2 separate regions of the Mus musculus genome follow, and region 1 is linked to region 2. A link is a contact called in public HiChIP or PLAC-seq data. All regions are on one chromosome and are shown on one strand. Each heading gives the region's core, a stretch centred on a gene start, on an enhancer-like site or on the middle of the called end of the contact. The rest is flanking DNA. Distances are from core to core; before and after follow the strand shown. Region 1 overlaps Fgfr2 (fibroblast growth factor receptor 2). Region 2 has its middle 31 kb from the start of Gm39095.

Region 1 (5,670 bases), core at 2,286-4,785, 370 kb after region 2:
CAGCTCATCCACAGTGATGAGGCTAGGTTTCCTAAGTCCAGAGCTGGCAGAGAGAGACAGCTCCAGCATGGTGTCAAGCTACAACCAGAAGTGGGATAGTGTCTGCTGGCAGCCAGATCAGAAACGCAGAGAGATCTAGGTGAGGCCTGAAGCCCAGGAAACCACTGGAGGGTCTCTGAGGGTCCCCGTGCTGAAGCCTGGCTGGTGCCGGAGGAACACAAGGCTTACAAGCAAGAATGGAAGGAAAATCAGCATTCAGTGGTAAAACCTCTGAGTCATTTAAATTCTGTACCCAAGATTCCCCCCACCCCCACTCCGGTCACATCAAGCTCTAAGAAGCCAATGAGATGGAAACCAAGACTTGTATAAGATCTTTCTCAGCAGAAATCAAGGAGATCCTGCTAGTGGAAGTTTCTATAATGAACTCAATGGCTAAATGATTCAATACCAAACATCCTAGCACCGCATCTTTATTTTTATCCATATAGCCATATAGCCCAGGCTGGCCCCAGACTCTGTAGCCAAAGATAACCATGGACTTCTAATCCTTTCCACAATGACTAAGATTACAGATATGCCATACTACACTTGGTTATATGCAATGTGGGGTGGGTGGAGGGAGGGGTCAGACTTCATCATGTATTCTAGGCAAGCTCTCTATCAACTGAGCCACACCCCTGTCCTGGCCCCTACTATCGCATCAAGGACTTGAACACTATTCCAGGTCCCACATTGGATAACCAGGCTCCTCCAATCCCTTCCTCACTGCTATGAGATCACATAGAAGCCTCTGTAATTCCATCTTCCAAGTAGCAAACCGATGCTTTGTGCAATTTCTTCCTCTCACTAGAGACTGCCAGAGGCTCCAGGCCAGGGGTCAGCCACACAGCAGGGCTGAACAGTCTGTGCCTAGAAGAAGCAAGACTTCATTCTTCTTAAATCCACACCTGAGGTACCCGGCACACGCTGCCAGGCTGTGTCGCATCATGTCTAGAGCTGAGCCGTGGAGGATTTGTGTCAAGGGCTAGCCAACAGTGTCTTTCTGGCCTGCCAGTGACAAGCCAGGGCAGGACTGGTGGTAAAGGCTGAGCCACCTCCACCCTGCCAGAAGTGAAGGACAACAAATGGCAGCCCTAAGCATACCACACCTGGGGTGGGAGATGAGATTCCAGAGAGTGTATTTAAACTAGTAAGGGATCAGACATGTTGTTCATACCTCCACTGCACTGCCCCCCTACCCCACCCCACCATACCAAATATCAGGAGTCACCAGTAAGTATTTAATAGTCTCTGGGAACACAGAAGTATAGCGGTTAGCAAGAAAAAAGGCTCATAATTCAGAGCTGAAGGGCCTACCTGAGTGAAGAAGGATACTAACCCTCACTTCTTCATATATATGCATGTATGTATGCATGTATGTATCCTTGCGTGTGGGGGGGTGTCCAAGCGTGTACATACCTATGGCAGACTGAGGTTCATATCAGGAATTTCCTTGATTTATTTTTCTACCATATTCTTTGTGGCAGGGTCTTTCTAACAGGGAACTCCCAGACATAGCCAATCTCACTAGCTAGCCTACTCACAGGAGCCTGTCTCCGCCCTCCAGGGCTGGAAATGACCCAGCATGTGCCTGGGTTCTAAGGATCCAAACTCCTGTCCTCTAGTTCTCAAGTCCATTTGCTTGGCAAGTGCTTTACCCACTGAGCCATCTCCCCCTTGCCTGAAACTAATCATCTGAAGTAGAGGCAAGGGGACCAGGTCTGAGAGGCCTACAGGAGCGTCTTCTCCAAGTCCTTGTACGTATCACCAACTCCTGCTGGACCCAGATCTCCTCAGCCTTGAGATGGGGTGAGGGGTGGAAGGAGGAGTAAGGAGGCTCTGTGATGCTCTGCAAGCCAAGCAACCAAACCAGTCTAAGATGACAGCATTACCCAAAGATGCCAAGTCAGCAGGAAAGAGAACTTCACCCACTGGTCCCCAGATGGCACTCAGTTTGCCTAATTAAGATTTGTGGGGCTCAGGAGATGGCACAATCAGGAAAACACCTGCTTTTCAAGTATGAGAATCTGGGTTGGGTTCCCCCAAATCCATGTAAAACAGCCAAACAGAACGATGTATGCTTGCAGTCCCAGAGCTGAGATGGCACAGACACACTGACCAGTCAGACTAGCCTAATTGCTCAGCTCAAGGTCGCAGTGATAGACCTTGTGAAGAAAAGGAGGAGGAGGAGGAGGAGGAGGAGGAGGAGGAGCGAAAGACTCCTATGGACTAGCACCAAAGTTGACCTCTAACATCCATACACTCCTAGACACATAAACACACACACACACACACACAAACACACACACACACACACACACAAACGCACACAGACACACTTCTTCCAGTTAAGACTACCAAAAGTTATTAAAGAGTAATCCATGTGGGGACACTTGTTACAGCAGTTTTAAGGCACTAACACGGCCATCAAACAAGTGAGACAAACATCTTCTTTCCAATGTTGCAGGTTCAGGAGAGCCTGACAGCTCTCCTGGTGCCCAGATGTTTCTGACATTAGGCTGGCTACTCTTATCGCTGCACCAAGCTGTATTTGTTCCTAACATGCCAGGGCCTCGGTTCTTGGGTCAGACCCAAGAGATGTTGAAAAGAGTTAATGACTTCTAGGCGCCAGTTGGTGGTGGTGGGCCATCCGTCAGATCAAGGGCTTTAGCATCCCCACTGAGCTATCACACTGAAGGCTCACTGCCTCCTGTAGCCATTTACCTGGCGGGCTGTTTTATTATTGCCACAGTCACCAAGGCCTGGAGCTTCTTGCTAATTTTCCTTTGCTGTAAATGGCTGCAAAGTAATAGTGTCAATTTTAATGAGGCTAGAGCTATCCCCTCGCACACAACAATGGCCCGCTGTTTTATTCCAGGACACAAGAGCATCACTTAAATCATACAGCTTCACGGCTTTTTTGTGGGGGTGCAGGAGTGGAGCGTTCAGTCTTGATGCTTCCTACCAATACCTGAACCCCAGACGGAGCGAGCACAGAGGCAGTGCGGCAAGAGCCAGGCCTTCCGTTCTCTGGCAACCGTTTCTAGTTTTCTGTGAAGTACAGCGGCAACTGAGACCCTGTTACCACATAGCAAAGTAGAGCATTTGGGCTCCAGGGCCACCAGGAGTTTGTTGCCTACGCCTGAATCTTTTCTGTTTCCACTTGCCAAGATGTTCAGAGCGACTGCCAGCCCTGTAAGTCTCTACGAGACTCTGGCTGACTCACTTCTCGTTTTATTAGAAGCTCTCCAAAGCACGCTGAGGTTTTGAGAGAGAGAGAGAGAGAGAGAGAGAGAGAGAGAGGGAGAGAGGGAGAGAGAGAGAAAATTTCACACCTCGAACTTTACTGAAAATGTCTTATATTCCACTGACTTTTGAGTATTTATAAAGAAGGCTTAAGACTTAGAAAAAAAAATCACTAGAGTTGTGCTTTGATGGATATTCCCAACCAGCATTGTGTCATTATTGGCCCGGGTTGAGCTGGGCGATCTCCCAAACTTGTGACATAATCAGGCCTCTCTCTGCATTACTCCATACACTCCACGCTCCCTCCACATCACACCACTGAATCATATGCTCTTTTCAGCAAGACTGATTGCCAGGGGATTAACATTAGACAGCCCAGCTCCATTATTCAGCAGGTCCATTCAAATCCCAGCCCTAAACTCGGAGAGAGACTTCAGAGCTTTCACAGGGACGAGCTGCCAGAGAGCTCAAAGGGGAGGTGGGGCACGGGGGCTTTTGAATGTTTAACACAACAACTCAAGCTAAAACCTGCTGTAAGCAAGACCCTGGGGCGACAGCGGCCCTGCCTTGACTCCTCAATTCTTGGAATGGCCCCAACCATGAATAATTTGTAGACCTGTGTTAGGCTTCAATCTCAAAGGACTCCTACAGAACAATTTTTTTTTCTCTCTGTAATAAATTACTTAATTTTAAAATTAAGTATTCAGAACTTTTAGCCCCAAATCTGGCATTCTTAATGCAAACAGTCCATGTCAGATTTTTGTCCCCGCAGACTGAAGTAAATCCCAGTCATGTGCCCTTTGATGAACGGATTTAGAGCCATTTGTGACAAAAGAAATCCTCTCACACGTCACTCCTCTGTGTGTGTGTTTACTAAAATATCTGAGTCTAGCATACCACAAATGTCTCTATAAGAAACAAGACCAAAGGTCTGGTGATGCAGGTCTTAAGAGGAGGTACCAGTCAGGATGCTGAGGCAGAAAGAAGATGGAAACGTTGACCTGAGACTGGGCAACTTAACAAGATCTCATCTCAACTGATAATATACATATTTTCAAAAATGTCTGGAAGATGGCTCAGTGATAGAGTAGCTGCCTAATGTCAGCCCTCAGTATCTGAGGATGGGAAAGTGGGGGACACAAACCAGGGATGAGGGCATGTGGGCCAGGAATGTTCAAGTTCATCCTCAACTACACCACAAGCTCAAGGCTAGCCTGGGCTACATAAGAAAGACTCTATCTCAAAAAAAAAAAAAAAAAAAAAAAAACAAAAAAAACATAAAAATAAATAAAAAGTAAGAAATAAGCTGGGTGGTGGTGGCGCATGCCTTTAATCCCAGAGGCAGAGGCAAGTGGATCAAGTGGATTTCTGAGTTCGAGGCCAGCCTGGTCTACAAAGTGAGTTCCAGGACAGCCAGGGGCTATACAGAGAAACCCTGTCTCGAAAAACCAAAAAAAAAAAAAAAAAAAAAAAAGTAAGAAATAAAAGAAGGCTCTGATACTCTGTTATGAATAGTTATAGGATAAATATTACACAGTGCCCTATCAAATTGCACACTAAGGCTCCTGAATAACTCATACTCTTGACATTGGAGGTTTACACCCATACGTAAGTTAAGACTACATGCTATGCTTTGAAAGGAAGTTTTGTGAGTGTAACCTCACTTAACCAGACAGTAAAATGTTTAACTTTTAGTCAACCTAAATCTTCAATTCAACCAATCTATGCGGTTTGGTTAATCCTGTATTGAGGGAGGCTTTTATTGGTTCTTGGGTAATTCAAGCATTTGCAGAATTTCCCTTCAAACAGTTTGCATCTTATGAAAGAGACAGAAATATCCATAAGTAAGAGAATACTCGGGGCCATGCATGCAGACAAAATGATGTAGCAGAGTCTGTGTTTACAGTGGGTGGATCTGTTTGTCACCTTGTCACCCGAGAGAAATCAAAATGGATTGACTCCTCAGTCATCAATCTGCACACCTAAGAGTAACCCAAAGAAATGACCAAGGAGAGAGAAGCCAAGTGTCACTGTGCCTGACAAGTCGGAACACAGAAAGCTCCTACAGGAAGAGATCCGAACCCACCAATTCTGTGACATAGAGGAGTCCCAGCTGTAGACTCCTGTCAGGAACAGTGGGGCAAACACTAACTATCAACTTGACAGGACCTAGAATCACCCTCCAGACAACCCTCTGGGCAAGTTTGTCAGGAATTAATAAAATTAATAAAGGTGGGGAGACCCACCCCAAAAGGGGGTTACCCATTAGGTGTACTATACAAGAAGAGAAAGGTGACCTGGGTGCTAGTATTCATCTGTTTCCTGACTGCAGATTCAGTGTGACCAGGTGCCTTGCCCACTATGATGGACTCAAACTGGGAACCC
Region 2 (5,671 bases), core at 2,545-5,044:
AGAATTGACTTGAAATTTTGATGGGGATTGCACTGAATCTGTAGATTGCGTTTGACAAGATGACCATTTTTACTATATTAATCCTGCCAAGCCATGAGCATGGGAGATCTTTCCATCTTCTGAGATTTTCTGATTTCTTTCTTCAGAGACTTGAAGTTCTTATACAGACCTTTCTGTATAAGAGTCACACCAAGGTATTTTATGTTATTTGTGACTATTGTGAAGAGTGTTGTTTTCCTAATTTCTGTCTTGGCCTGTTTATCCTTTGTGTAGAGGAATGCCACTGATTTGTTTGAGTTAATTTTATATCCAGCTAATTTGCTGAAGTTGTTTATCAGGTTTAGGAGTTCTCTGGTGGAATTTTGGGGGTCACTTAAGTATACTATCATATCATCTGCAAATAGTGACATTTTGACTTCTTCCTTTCTAATTTGTATCCCTTTTATCTCCTTTTGTTGTCTAATTGCTCTGGCCAGGACTTTAAGTACTATATTGAATAGGTAGGGAGATAGTGGGCAGCCTTGTCTAGTCCCTGATTTTAATGGGATTGCTTCAAGTTTCTCTCCATTTACTTTGATTTTGGCTACTGGTTTGCTGTATATTGCTTTTATTATGTTTAGGTGTGGGCCTTGAATTCCTGATCTTTCCAAGACTTTTATCATGAAGGGGTGTTGGAATTTGTCAAATGCTTTCTTAGCATCTGAGATGATCATGTGGTTTTTGTGTTTGAGTTTGTTTATATAGTGGATTACGTTGATGGATTTCCATATATTGAACCATCTCTGCATCCCTGAGATGAAGCCTACTTGATCATGATGGATGATCGTTTTGATGTGCTCTTGGATTCAGTTTGCGAGAATTTTATTGAGTATTTTTGCATTGATATTTATAAGGGAAATTGGTCTGAAGTTCTCTTTCTTTGTTGGGTTTTATGTAGTTTAGGTATCAGAGTAATTGTGGCTTCGTAGAATAAATTGGGTAGAGTACCTTCTGTTTCTTTTTTTTTTTTTCATTTTTTATTAGGTATTTAGCTCATTTACATTCCCAATGCTATACCAAGAGTCCCCCATACCCACCCACCAGTACCTTCTGTTTCTATATGGACCTCTTTGGATCCAAGGGTTTTGCCTTACCCTGAAAGACTCCAAATGATAGGATCCTATCTGCCTTTATCCCTTGATTCTGTCCCCAAGCTGTGTCCCAGGCATTATGGCCTCTTGGTATCCTCAGTCAGATGGAGCACATTCCTTTTTCCTCCACTCCCCCACTGGGGAGAGCACATTTCCCCCAGCATGTGCACAGGCCTCACATCTTCACATCATCTAGTTTGAGTGTTATCTCTTCAAAGAAGATGATCTAGTTCTCTCAAGTCTTGATAATGAATAAACTTATTTTTCACTATAAATATATAAGTAAATATATAAATAAATATTAATTGGTAAGTTTAACTGAGGAACATTATATAGGTAGAAGTACTCAGCTTCAATTTCCATAATTATGAAATCTTAAACACAAAAATCTGTATATAGAGAGTATAACACACGTTAACAGAGCAGTTGGATACAATGGCTCTATTAAAAGCTTCTACAGCCACCTTATTTTTCACAAAGAAGCCAAAAGTACACACTCGGAGAAAAGATAGTATCTTCAAATCATAGCACTGGTCAAACTGGGTAATTACATGCAGAAAAATTAAACTAAATCCTAATTTCTCAGCCTGTACAGAACTCAACTCAAATGGATCAAGAATCTCAACCTAGGACCTGATCCCCTGAGTTTGATAGAGGAAAAAAGAGGAGTACACTTCAACTGTTGACATAGCTGTTCATCCTGTTGACATAAACATTGCACTTAACAATTGAAAAAAAAATGGATTCCCAGCAAAGGATATCATCATTTGAGTGAAGAGGCAGCCGACAAAATGAGGGGGGAAAGCTTCACCAGCAGTACATCTTATAGAAGGCTGGTGTCTCGAATAGACAAAGTGCTCAGAAACCAAACACCAAAAAAACAACCCAATTAAATGTGGCATGAAGCAAAATGGAGAGCTATTAAAAGGAGGAATACGCGGTTGAGAAATATTCTTTTAAAGGTTCAACACCTTTATTCATCGTGGCCATGCAAATTAAAAATGCTTTGAATTTTTATCTTACCCCAGTCTGGATGTCTAAGATAAAAAAACAAAAACCTACAAAACCAAAAGATAACAAATGTTGGCTTGGCTGTAGAGAAAGGGAACATTTACTCACTGCTAGTGAGAGTGCAAACTAGTGCAGCCACTATGGAGACCAGTGTGTAGCTTCCTCAAAAAGCAAGAAACTCTATATCCTTCTACAGAGAGCCTCATTTCTGGTTCATCCAGTAATAGCCATGGATTGGAAACAACCTTGATGTTCAATACCTGATGAATGGATAATAAAAAAAATGCCTTTCATATACACAATGGAGTAGTATTCATCTGTAAAGAAAAATGAATTCATGAAATCTGTACATAAATAAAAAGAAGTTAAGCCATCAGTCTGGAGGTAGCTCAGATCCAGGAAGGCAATGGCATGGTGCATGTTCTCTTTCATAAATGGATGCTAGCTTTGAGTCTTTAGATATGTGCGTTAAACTAGAGTACTCAAAGAAAGAAGAAAACTAGTAAGGGGCAGTGGGAGTGCTATGAAGAAGGTAAGAAAATAATTGAACAAAATGGACTTGTGGAGTGTGGATGGGAGAGCAGCACAGAAGGAGTATAAGGAGGGATAGCTACCACTAAGGACTTTTGAACTTACTGCTATGGGAACATATAGATAGATATAATATAGATTAATATGGATAGATATATAGATACCAACACAAATACCAATATAGATATAGCTGTACATATAGACTTTAAATTTAGTTATCCTAAAACAGGGTAGAAAAATGTCACCCCCAGACACAATTGGCTATCAAATAGAAAGTTCCGCCACACTGGGTATGGGTTACCCTTTTCTGGTCAGCGATCAGCAGAGTCCCATCGATGCTATCAGAACACTAGAAGCTATTGCCAATGTGTCAGTTTCCTGAGTAGCTGGAACTACTGCACCACGAGGCTCAGTCCATTTGCTTATTCTAAAGAGAAAGGGACTTTGGAGAACCAAGGAAGCAGGAGGTGGAGAGATACTGGCTGTACATACAAGGAACTGAGGACTTAATAAGGTCCTGGGTGACCTTAGGAGATGGAGGAGAAAGAGGAGGAGGAGGAGGAGGAGGAGGAGGAGGAGGAGGAGGAGGAGGAGGAGGAGGAGGAGGAGGAGGAGGAGGAGGAGGAAGAGGAGGAGGAGGAGGAGGAGGAGGAGGAGGAAAAGGAGGAGGAGGAGGAGGAAGAGGAGGAAGAGGAGGACCAGGAAAGAAGGAAGAGAATAGGAAGAGTAGGAACAGGTACTGTGATGGTTAATCTTGTGGGGATGTAGTTGCAAAACTTGAGGTCATCCTCCCCATGGTATGCTTGGAGCCCTGTCTTCTGACACTTCCTTACGCACACTTACTGGTATATGCCCAGCTATAGTAAGTAAGCTCACCTATACACTTTTATGATGGCCAGATTTCCTTCTGTTTAAATGTCCCTACAACCACAGACACCAAGATGAGTGACAGAGACAACCCCTGACCTTTCCTTTCATGTCTCAGTCTTCATCAACAAGCAAGACTTTATTCTTTACAAGTACCTGAGAAAAGTTTCTTTTTAACCACCAGGCATTCTACCTTTGAGCTCAGCCTGTGTCTTCATGGTTGAAAACAATGGTCCTTTGTTGGGTTAGATAGCTGCAAATAAAGTCATGGGCTGAATCAGCAAACTTTGTCCCTTGTGTGTACACTGACACCAGAGCGATGACAAACAGATCCCGGGAACAATGGACCATGGCACACGGCACCACAATGGTGTGAATGTTTAATTCTCACTTACCCTCTCAGTAATGAGAGAGAAGCTGAGACACAGTAGGCACACACAAAGCAGTTACTGTGGATGCATTCCTTGTGCTGTAATTATTTATGTTCTCCCCTAATCAGTCTGTAATTGCAGCTGGTGAATTAACGCATAGGCGCCTCGCTCAGAATCTCAGAAGCCCTCATTAGAATCCCAGCCACAAAAGAGTACCACGTGGCCCAGGAATGGTACCATGTGGCCCTAGAACTGTCTGTGCTGATTAGATTCCCCTTCCAGTGCTTCATGATGATTTTATTAAGAGATCCTGTTTTGAAACCCAAAGGCTACAAAACCACAGCTCTGTCTCCCCACGGATTACTGTCTTCTAACACATCACCAAGCATGCGTTGCTATAGGGATTAGCGGGTAAACTGATGGCCTTCCTAAGACATTCTCCCATGAACTGAGCATGGCTCTCATCTACTCCACCCAGCAGCTCAGAGCTGTATCTGAGCCATACACTCTGAGTGAAGCTTTCAGTAGACTGAAGTCAGATGCTCCAAAGAGAGACTGGTCATGGGCATTCTTTCTAAAAGATGATGTCTTAGACAGAAAAAGTCCTCAAGATGTGGGCAGGAAAGATGCCAAGGTTTCAAGTGAAAGAAAGTGGCAGATGTGAAAAAACGGGGACAGGAAGAAGAGAGAAAAAGCAACAGAAGAAACACCAATTCCTAAAGCTAAGTGAAGCTTCAGAACTGAGCCATCTTAGGTTCTTATACTTTTGTCCTGAAGGTCATCGGTCAGGGGATGCCATGGGCTAGAGAGGGCAAAGGTGGATGCCCGGGTATTGCATCTCTGCACACATCAGCAGAGTTATGCTTTGAAGTTCCCCAAGGAAAAGCTGCAGGTGGCCACCATTAAGATGAAATCATTTGCTGTACAAAGAGAGACACAGAATCGAGGCCCTCTGGGCCGGGAGCTGGCTCAGTAGGTAAAACACTTGCCATGTAAGCATAGGGACCCGAGTTCAAGCCCCCTCAGCCCAGAACTCACATTTATAAAGCTAGGTGATGCCGCTGGGGAGATCCTTGGCAGCTTATAGCACTAACTGCTCTTACACAGAGCCCGAGTTCAGGTCTCAGCACCCATGTTGGGTATCTCATAACCACCTGTAACGAGTTCCAGGATTCAGCATTCTCTCTGGACTTTGCAGATACCTACATACATGGACTAGGCATGTACACACACACACACACACACACGTAAAAATAAATAAACCTTATTTTTTTTAAAGTGGGGTATAGTGCTGCATGCCTAAAATTCCAGAATTGGGGCTGTGGAGAGAGGATGACTGGATTGTGCTGGCCAGACAGTATAGCTGGATCAGTGAGTTTCATAGGAGGCCCAGTGCCAACAACTAAGATGGGGAATGACTGAGGGAAACACCCCTCAGCCCCTACAGTGAGAAAGCCTGATGTCTGTCTCCCCTTCACTCCAACAGATGGCCAATCTAGCAGAAAAATCCAGAAATTTGGAAGGTGGAGGGTTCCCAAATGGAGGAGCTAGATCAACCTAGAGTGGGTGTACAGACAACACAGACACACAAACACACCCCACACTTAAATGTAAACAATTCAAAGGCACCATAAAATAAAGAAAGCACTTAAGCCCGAGATCAAAGCCGACAACATTAAAAAGCAAACGTGTGGGAAATCAAAGCAATGCTTAGAAATAAGAACACCATAATTGCTCTCCTAAGGATGGTGGGAGGCATCA

The links. HiChIP or PLAC-seq counts read pairs in DNA pulled down with a chosen protein or histone mark.
Region 1: a contact with region 2 is called in an H3K4me3 HiChIP or PLAC-seq map of embryonic basal ganglia, with 3 times the contacts expected there. The contact joins two enhancer-like sites. A contact is called at or near these places in 1 of 484 Hi-C or Micro-C datasets (nephron progenitors) and 1 of 115 datasets of contacts at active chromatin or transcription factors (embryonic basal ganglia).

Annotation. Positions count from the first base shown.
Region 1 is chr7:130,212,371-130,218,040 of GRCm38.p6, forward strand. The region is part of intron 6 of Fgfr2 (fibroblast growth factor receptor 2); the gene reads right to left. Among named protein-coding and RNA genes, the nearest start is that of Fgfr2, 52 kb to the right of the region's middle. Within about 2 kb of position 3,536, at least 95 of the 459 cell types and tissues checked have an H3K27ac peak or open chromatin away from gene starts, as enhancers often do. A contact at or near this core is called in embryonic basal ganglia, where this site is marked.
Region 2 is chr7:129,838,572-129,844,242 of GRCm38.p6, forward strand. No RefSeq gene overlaps it. Among named protein-coding and RNA genes, the nearest start is that of Gm39095, 31 kb to the left of the region's middle. Within about 2 kb of position 3,795, at least 41 of the 459 cell types and tissues checked have an H3K27ac peak or open chromatin away from gene starts, as enhancers often do. A contact at or near this core is called in embryonic basal ganglia, where this site is marked.